Regions from separate parts of the Urocitellus parryii genome. Here region 1 is linked to region 2. A link is a contact called in public Hi-C data. All regions are on one chromosome and are shown on one strand. The core of a region is the stretch at or near the end of the contact, and the rest is flanking DNA. Distances in the headings are between cores, read along the strand shown. Region 1 holds the start of Azgp1 (alpha-2-glycoprotein 1, zinc-binding). Region 2 holds the start of Cops6 (COP9 signalosome subunit 6).

Region 1 (3,500 bases), core at 825-3,324, 130 kb after region 2:
AATCAGTCTCAGAATTCTGAGGGATGTACCTGCATTTTGATACCAGGCAGCAACTGGAAGAGGGGGACATTTCCATAATGAATTCCATAATTGGTTCATGAGATAGTTCACGTGGATTTTAATAATGTTGGGGGCATATGGAAGATTCCTAATTAGTTTATAATAAACATGGTTAACATTTAAATCAGTTGTGGAGGTGAAACCTCAGTGGAGACCCCAGAAAAGTAGAGTGACTGCCATGTCTACCCAGGAAAGCCACCAACATCAGCTTGCAGGTGTAGAAAGCACCACTACGGTGTTGAATATAACAGAGAGGGGTAGGGCAGCCCAGGATTTGGGGACTCACCTGTCATAGCACAAGATGCTAGACTTGGAACCTTGGGATTTAATGTCTGCCCTTCTGGGTTTGGTCTTCTTTTGGGCCAATAGCTCCTTTCTACTCTCCTATCCCTCCCATTTGGAGTGGGAATATATACCCTGTCTGCCCCATAATTGTATATCATAAGTAGTAACTTGTTTTGATTTTATGGGTTCAAAGCTTCAAGGAGTTTGCCTTGAGTCTCAGTTGAGACTTTGGATTTTGAATTAATGCTGGATGAGTTAAGACTTTGGGACTTCTAGGGATGAATTATTACATATTTTACAATATGAGAAGGACATGAACTCTTGGGAGTTAGGGATGGAAAGTTAAGAAGAGAGGGAAAAACTAGACATAATCTGTATTCCCTTTTCTTTTTCTATGTGATGCTTTGTGTTGCCTCAGACCCCGCCAGCAAGAAGGTCACTCTCAGATTAGGCCCCTTAGAACCATCTACCTCCAGAACCATGAGCCAAAATAAATCATTTTTCTTTATAAAGTTAACCACCTCTGCTGTTTCATTACAGTAATGAAAAAGATGACTAAGTACATCAGTAGACCCTGAGTAAAGCAGATTATTCTCCATAATGTGGGAAGGTCTCATCCAACTGGTTGAAGGCCTCAAGAGAAAAGACTAACTCCTCCCTCCCCACCAAAGAAGAAAGAATTTAGTCTCTGGACTATGTTTGGATTCAAGACTACAATGTTAACTCTTTCCTGAGTCCCCAACCTGCTGGCCTGTTCTGCAGATTTTAGGATAAGCCAGACCCTACAACTGTGTACCCCATTCTTTAAAATAAAATTCTTTCCCCCATTAAAAAAATCTATTTATCTATCGATCTATGTATCTGTCATTTATCTATTACCCATCCATCCCTCCATCCTATTGTGTCTCTCTGACTAATCTGGATTTTGGTATAGAATGTGCTTAACATTCTAAACATGATTGTTATAAAACAAAATAAAAAAAACTATTTGACAATTTGTGACTGCAAGGAATTTTAAATTTGCACAGGTTAAAAGCCCATAGCTCATCTCTCTTCATCCTGGACCCTTGATGCCATGAATAGCCTCCTTCCCTGTTGTAGCATTGACTCTGGATTTCCCTGAGTGTCCCCACCTGTCCTCCATCCCAGCCCCTTGCCTTCTAAGCTCATGGTTGGGTGAGGACCTGGGTTTCCTTTAGCTAACTGCCTTCTTGCTTGCCCCTGGGAAGCCCTCCCCCCCGCCCCCGTCTCTCTCTTTCTCTCCTCTCTCTTTGAGTCAGGCAGGTGTGCCTATCCACTGGAAGGAAGGAAGGAACAAGATTAGAAGCAGCTCTCTCTGTGTGTGTTTCTGCCTCATTTTGCCATTTAATCCCAGGAAAGTCACTTTGCCTTTTCTATGTCTTAGTTTTTTTACTTGGGTTTTAGATTCAAAATCTTTACAGTCTTAATGAGCAGGAGTCCAGAGGCCCCTTGAATGCTTCTAGAAGTGTGAGCTGAGTTAGTTGATGGTCTTGAACACCCATGACTATGACGTGCCTGGGAATCCCAGCCACAGGGGGTCCTTCTCCCTGCCATTCTGTCTTGTTCTTTGCCTTCCCACCATTCTTCTCCAGCACCTATCCCTTGCTTTCCCCACTCACCAGCTTGGGTCTCCTGGGGGACTGCATGACCCAGAAGGAGCGGCAGAGACAGCAGAACAGGTACCATTGTTACCATCGTGTCTGGCTGGAAGGTTCTGGACAGGAAACAGCTCTTTCCTTGGGTCCTGGCACCATGCCCAGGGGAGGTGAATTCACAGGCCAATGAAGGAGCCAGGATGGGTTCCTCCCCAAACAATGTGAAAAAAGGATTCATGAACCGGCTTGGCAGTGTGGTCAGGAGGTCTATAGACAGGCTCTGCAAACAGAGTGGAGAGAGCTGATCTCAGGACTCTGAATTCCTTGGGTGAAAAAATGGGTGGGCTAGAGGTGTGGGTAAAGAGTGGCAGACATCTGGGATGTGTGTCTATGGTGACACAACTGCCCTGGGGTCATTGGGGGGATTGGGGTGTTGTGGGACCATACTTCACCCCTCTCCTCTGGAAAAATTCTTTATATGTCAGAGCCTGGGTAAATCCCAACTAGTGAAACCAAGGGGACACCTAAACTGACCCTCTAGTGTCACCTGCTTTTAGTTGACTTTAAAAACCACTAATTTTGGAAGTCACTAGCTGGGCAATATATTATTCATCTCTCACCAGGTTTGCTATAGTTGACACCTCTGACATGTGGGTCATGATGGTAACATAGATTAGGTTATTTTACAGGGACTTGGAAAGCCATTGACTTTTCAGTTGGGTTTGCACAATTGTTTGATGCGTGACCTTTTGATGGCAGAAGGCTGAAAACTCCGCCTTGGAATCATGTGTTGTCATTTTGGTAACACTAGTCCCGTGAAGAGAGATAAACATTTGACTGCGCATGTGCAGACCCCGATTGCTTCACCTCCAAAAACCTTTCTTTGCACCTAAAACATCCTACTTTCTTACTCCATAGATATCCCCAAATCCGACCTGACAGGAGGCAGATTTGATATGTAGGGTTCGCCCTCCGCACTCAGTTGCTTGTGAATAAACTCTGTTTGCAAAACTTGTTCGCATTGATGGCATGCTGTGTGGGGACTGGGTGGTGGCAGGGGTGATGCAAACTTGGCCTGATTTGGCACCACAAGGGGACAACCATTATTCTCTCGCACACTGCTCCCAACCAGAGCGTCATCTTGAGGACATATCCACCTCTTTCCCTTTCCATGCCTGGGACATCCCGACCTTCCATCATGGAAGCAGAAACAGCCAGAAATAGGCGTGCACAGGGCTTAGGCACAGCAAGCACTTGCTCCTGTCCTGCCCGTTGAGTCAGGAGTCAGGGAACCGAAGCGGGCACAGTGGACATCCCTTCCTAATGGGTCTGGACAGTGACCCAGCTCCTGTGAGCTCCCCAGCAGTGGTGGCTGAGGTGGAGCCAACGTCCAGTGCTTGACGGTACCGGCGGTCAAAACTGTGGCATCTGCCGCCCCCTGCTGGCAGCTGCGGTGCATCCGTGAAGTGATTTTGACTGTTGCTTCTGCTTAATGCTGAGCCTGGGTTCTCCAGCCCTTCTGTGGACTCTGAACGCTAA
Region 2 (3,357 bases), core at 496-2,995:
TAGGACAAAAGCAGGATTTGAAGGTTGAAGGGTCAGGTATTACCTCTCCATTGATTATATCAATGACAGACTCAAAAACGCTGACGGGAAGCTGTAAATGACAAATGAAGAACAGCTATTAGCTCCTGAACCTCACTATGTGCCAAAAGTTGAACTGGGTTCTTTCACACATTTTCTTATCAAATTTCCCCAATAACTTGGTGAGATAGGGATAATCCCAATCTGACATGAAAATGCCTCTCAGAGCTTAAGTGACTAGCCCAAAGTCACAGCTTATAGGTGACAGCATGGAGATTCAACTCTGACATTCTCCAATAGAGAAGAGATGTCACAGTAAAACATAACATGGGATGAGGATACAAAATAAGAACAATGATAGACAAGAATGACAAGCAAGCCTGGGGTCAATAATACTCACATCTGTGTGCTTGGTCATAGGGTTCAACTTAAGAAAGAGGGGGCTCTCAATTATCTCGCACACCTAGAAGAGAGTCATGCACAGGGAAGTCAACACCTCATCTTTCTTCTTCCCCTCATCCTCTATTCTCTGCCCAAGCATGCACATGTGAGTGTGTATACCTGCTTATGGACGTGGATGTCGGAGGGGTCAGGCGGCCCCCCTGTGGTATACCAACCCAGAAACTCCAGCTCCTTGAATACCTGTTTAACTGGAGAGGAAGGGGCCAGAGCACACAGTATTCCCTTAAACCATCCTTCCTTAGTTTGAAGCTCCTGATTTATTTCCACAATTTCTCCCTCCCTCCTCAATTCGTGGCTAGGTTTAGAACAATTACTCTTTTCTACCCAGGCTTCTTTCATTTTTCACTTTTCTTGTGGGGGATACCTGAATGTGTTCTTTTTCTGAGAGCTACTCTCCCTTAATCTTCCCTCCTGTTCTAAATCTTCTCTCCTGTTTATTCCTTCCCAGCCCTCTTGATATTGTCCACCTTGAGCTTTTCTTTTTTAAACTCCCACCCTCTTCCCCACTTCTGTTCCCCTCTCACACTGCTCCTCCTTGGTGTAATAATATTCCTTGTCAATGATAATCTTCTCTTCCACGGTGTGGGACAGCAGCTCAAAGGAGTTCATCACTTCAATATTTCGGCCCTCCTGCTTCCCGATCAGAGCCCCAATCACTAGGGAGAGAACAACATGTAGGAGATGAGGGTAAGGAATCTTAAAATTTTCCCTAATCACCTGAGGGTCTGAGGTCCAGTGTGAACCAAATATTGGAGAAACAGTGATTTAAGGGTGGGGGGATTAGCTTCAGTAAAGGAAGGGGGAAAGAGTGAAGGAGGAGACCAAGGAGCTGGATTGGGTGTTATGCAGAACACTCACCCTGCACAGGTCGCCCCTCCTGGGAGCGCATGCGGATCCAGTGGTCTGAGATGTTGAGAATGACAAGGGGATGAAGAGCGACTGAAACACTCCCAGTCACTCCGGAGGCCATCACACTGGGGACTACTAAAGGCGGAGGAAAAGGAGAAAGGGTGAGAGTCCGCGCCCCACGTTCTTCCCTGGAGATGGGAGTGGGGAATGGCAGAGCCCGGGCCGTACATCCTTCCCGCAAGTTACCCGGGGAGAGATGTCGCTTCTCCCAGGAGTAGAGGACGGCCTTAACGCACCCCGGAAAGGTATCTCCAGAAGCCGCCCGCACCGCCCGTTACCTGCTGCATCCACCTCCATCCCGCTGCTTCCTCCGGTCCCGTTCGCCGCCGCCATTTTCCCCGCGCCCGCCAGCGTCGGCCCCGCCCCCTTCCTTCCCGGCTTCCGTCGGCGAGCCGCACATGCCCAGTGTCCGCGTGGCGCGCGGAGCCAGTCCCTGCCCGCGCCGGCCGCGAGCGGCTTCTAGGTCCCAGAGCTCGACTGGGTTTCGAGCCGATTTTCGGTGACGCCGCTCTGCCTCTCGTCTGCGCCCCCAACCTGATCTTCCTCATGAGTAAAATTGGGGTAAGGATGCCCCGTTCAGAAGGCTGTTGTAGAACGAAATCCAGATTTCGGACCACACCCTGCAAGACCCTGCGTGATCTGGCCCCTGCTTGTCAGCCCTGCCGGGCCTCAACTTTTCCAAGCTTTGGTTCTCATGCTTCAGACACACTGGCCCTCCTGTGTTTTCCACACGCACGCCTCACTTTCTCACGCTTTAAAGGACTAATTCCTTACATTTTGTTTATAACTTTATCCCCTGTGACTCAACATGGTGCCTAACACATTAGCACCTAAATAATTTTTTGAGTGAATACCCCAGCAAGTTACATATGCTGTCCCTTCTGCTGCCTCTCTAGTTTACTAATCTGGCTTTTTTAGTATATCTCCGTACCTTCATCTGAAGTTTAAGCCCCTAGAAGGCAAGTAGAGACTTGTATCTGGTAAAGCCTAGTGTGGTACCAGGAGATACTTTCTGATGATGAAGATGACTTACAAGGGAGTTAGGCAATTTCCCCACTTAGGAGTCTGAATGAAGGACCAACTACCTTCAAAGGAAGCCATCAGAAAAAATCCGTTGGGAGAGGGATCTTCTAGGCAAGGAGAAGTTAAAAGAGAGTTAATCTCATTCTACTCTCCAGTGAAAAACTTAGGAGATCTGGACCAACTGAGTTTTCATAGAAAAGTAAATATGCCTAACTTCTCTTTAGAAAAAATAAGGTCAGGAAAAATGTAGGCAGCTTCTAAGGAGTACAGCATTGAATTTGAAGGCTACAATAAAAAGATAAGAAACAGTTTAATGTTAACCTTTGATAGTTTTCTTTGCTATCTCACATAAAAGTGCTCCTTTGCCTTTTTGTTATTCCAAATGCTTTTGCAACATTGGTCAAATAATTATATAACTCCTAAGCAGTGATCATTGTGAAACTTATGAAATTGAATCAGTTGATTATACATGCTTCAGAAGTAAACTTACTAAACACTTCTTAAAAATACATGTATTAAAGAAAGAAAGACTACAGCTGGGCATGGTAGCACTCACTTGAAACTCCAGTGACTTGGGAGGCTGAGACAAGAGGATCTTGACTTCAAAGCCAGCCTCAGCAGAAGCAAGGTGCTAAGGAATTCAGTGAGACCCTGTCTCTAAATAAAATATAAAATAGGGCTGGGGATGTGGCTTAGTGGTAGAGTGCCCCTGAATTCCATCTCTGTGGTGCTAAGGGCATGTGCACACATACACATACCCCACCACCACCACAAAGCACCCCTGGATTCATTCCCCAGTACCAAACCAAATCAAACTAACCAACCAACCAACAAAAAACCACTCAAGTTAGCTCTCCATTCTCTTTTTAGCTTCCAACAAAATTACACATAGTGCATCAGTCTATTGTTTTAACTTTTCCTTCCATTGGGTGGAGGTAACTAGGC

What was found. Hi-C and Micro-C count contacts between places; a contact is called where the count stands out from the background.
Region 1: a Hi-C map of liver shows a contact between it and region 2, with 5 times the contacts expected there. The contact joins the promoter of Azgp1 here to the promoter of Cops6 in region 2. A contact is called at or near these places in 2 of 2 Hi-C or Micro-C datasets (liver and muscle).

What each region holds. Positions count from the first base shown.
Region 1 is chr9:30,122,397-30,125,896 of mUroPar1.hap1, forward strand. It overlaps Azgp1 (alpha-2-glycoprotein 1, zinc-binding), which reads right to left and starts at 2,075. Exons shown (of 4, transcript XM_026413180.2): 1 at 1,986-2,075. The coding sequence starts at 2,061.
Region 2 is chr9:29,990,513-29,993,869 of mUroPar1.hap1, forward strand. It overlaps Cops6 (COP9 signalosome subunit 6), which reads right to left and starts at 1,746. Exons shown (of 10, transcript XM_026413152.2): 1 at 1,668-1,746; 2 at 1,339-1,464; 3 at 1,005-1,136; 4 at 580-668; 5 at 419-481; 6 at 44-91. The coding sequence starts at 1,722.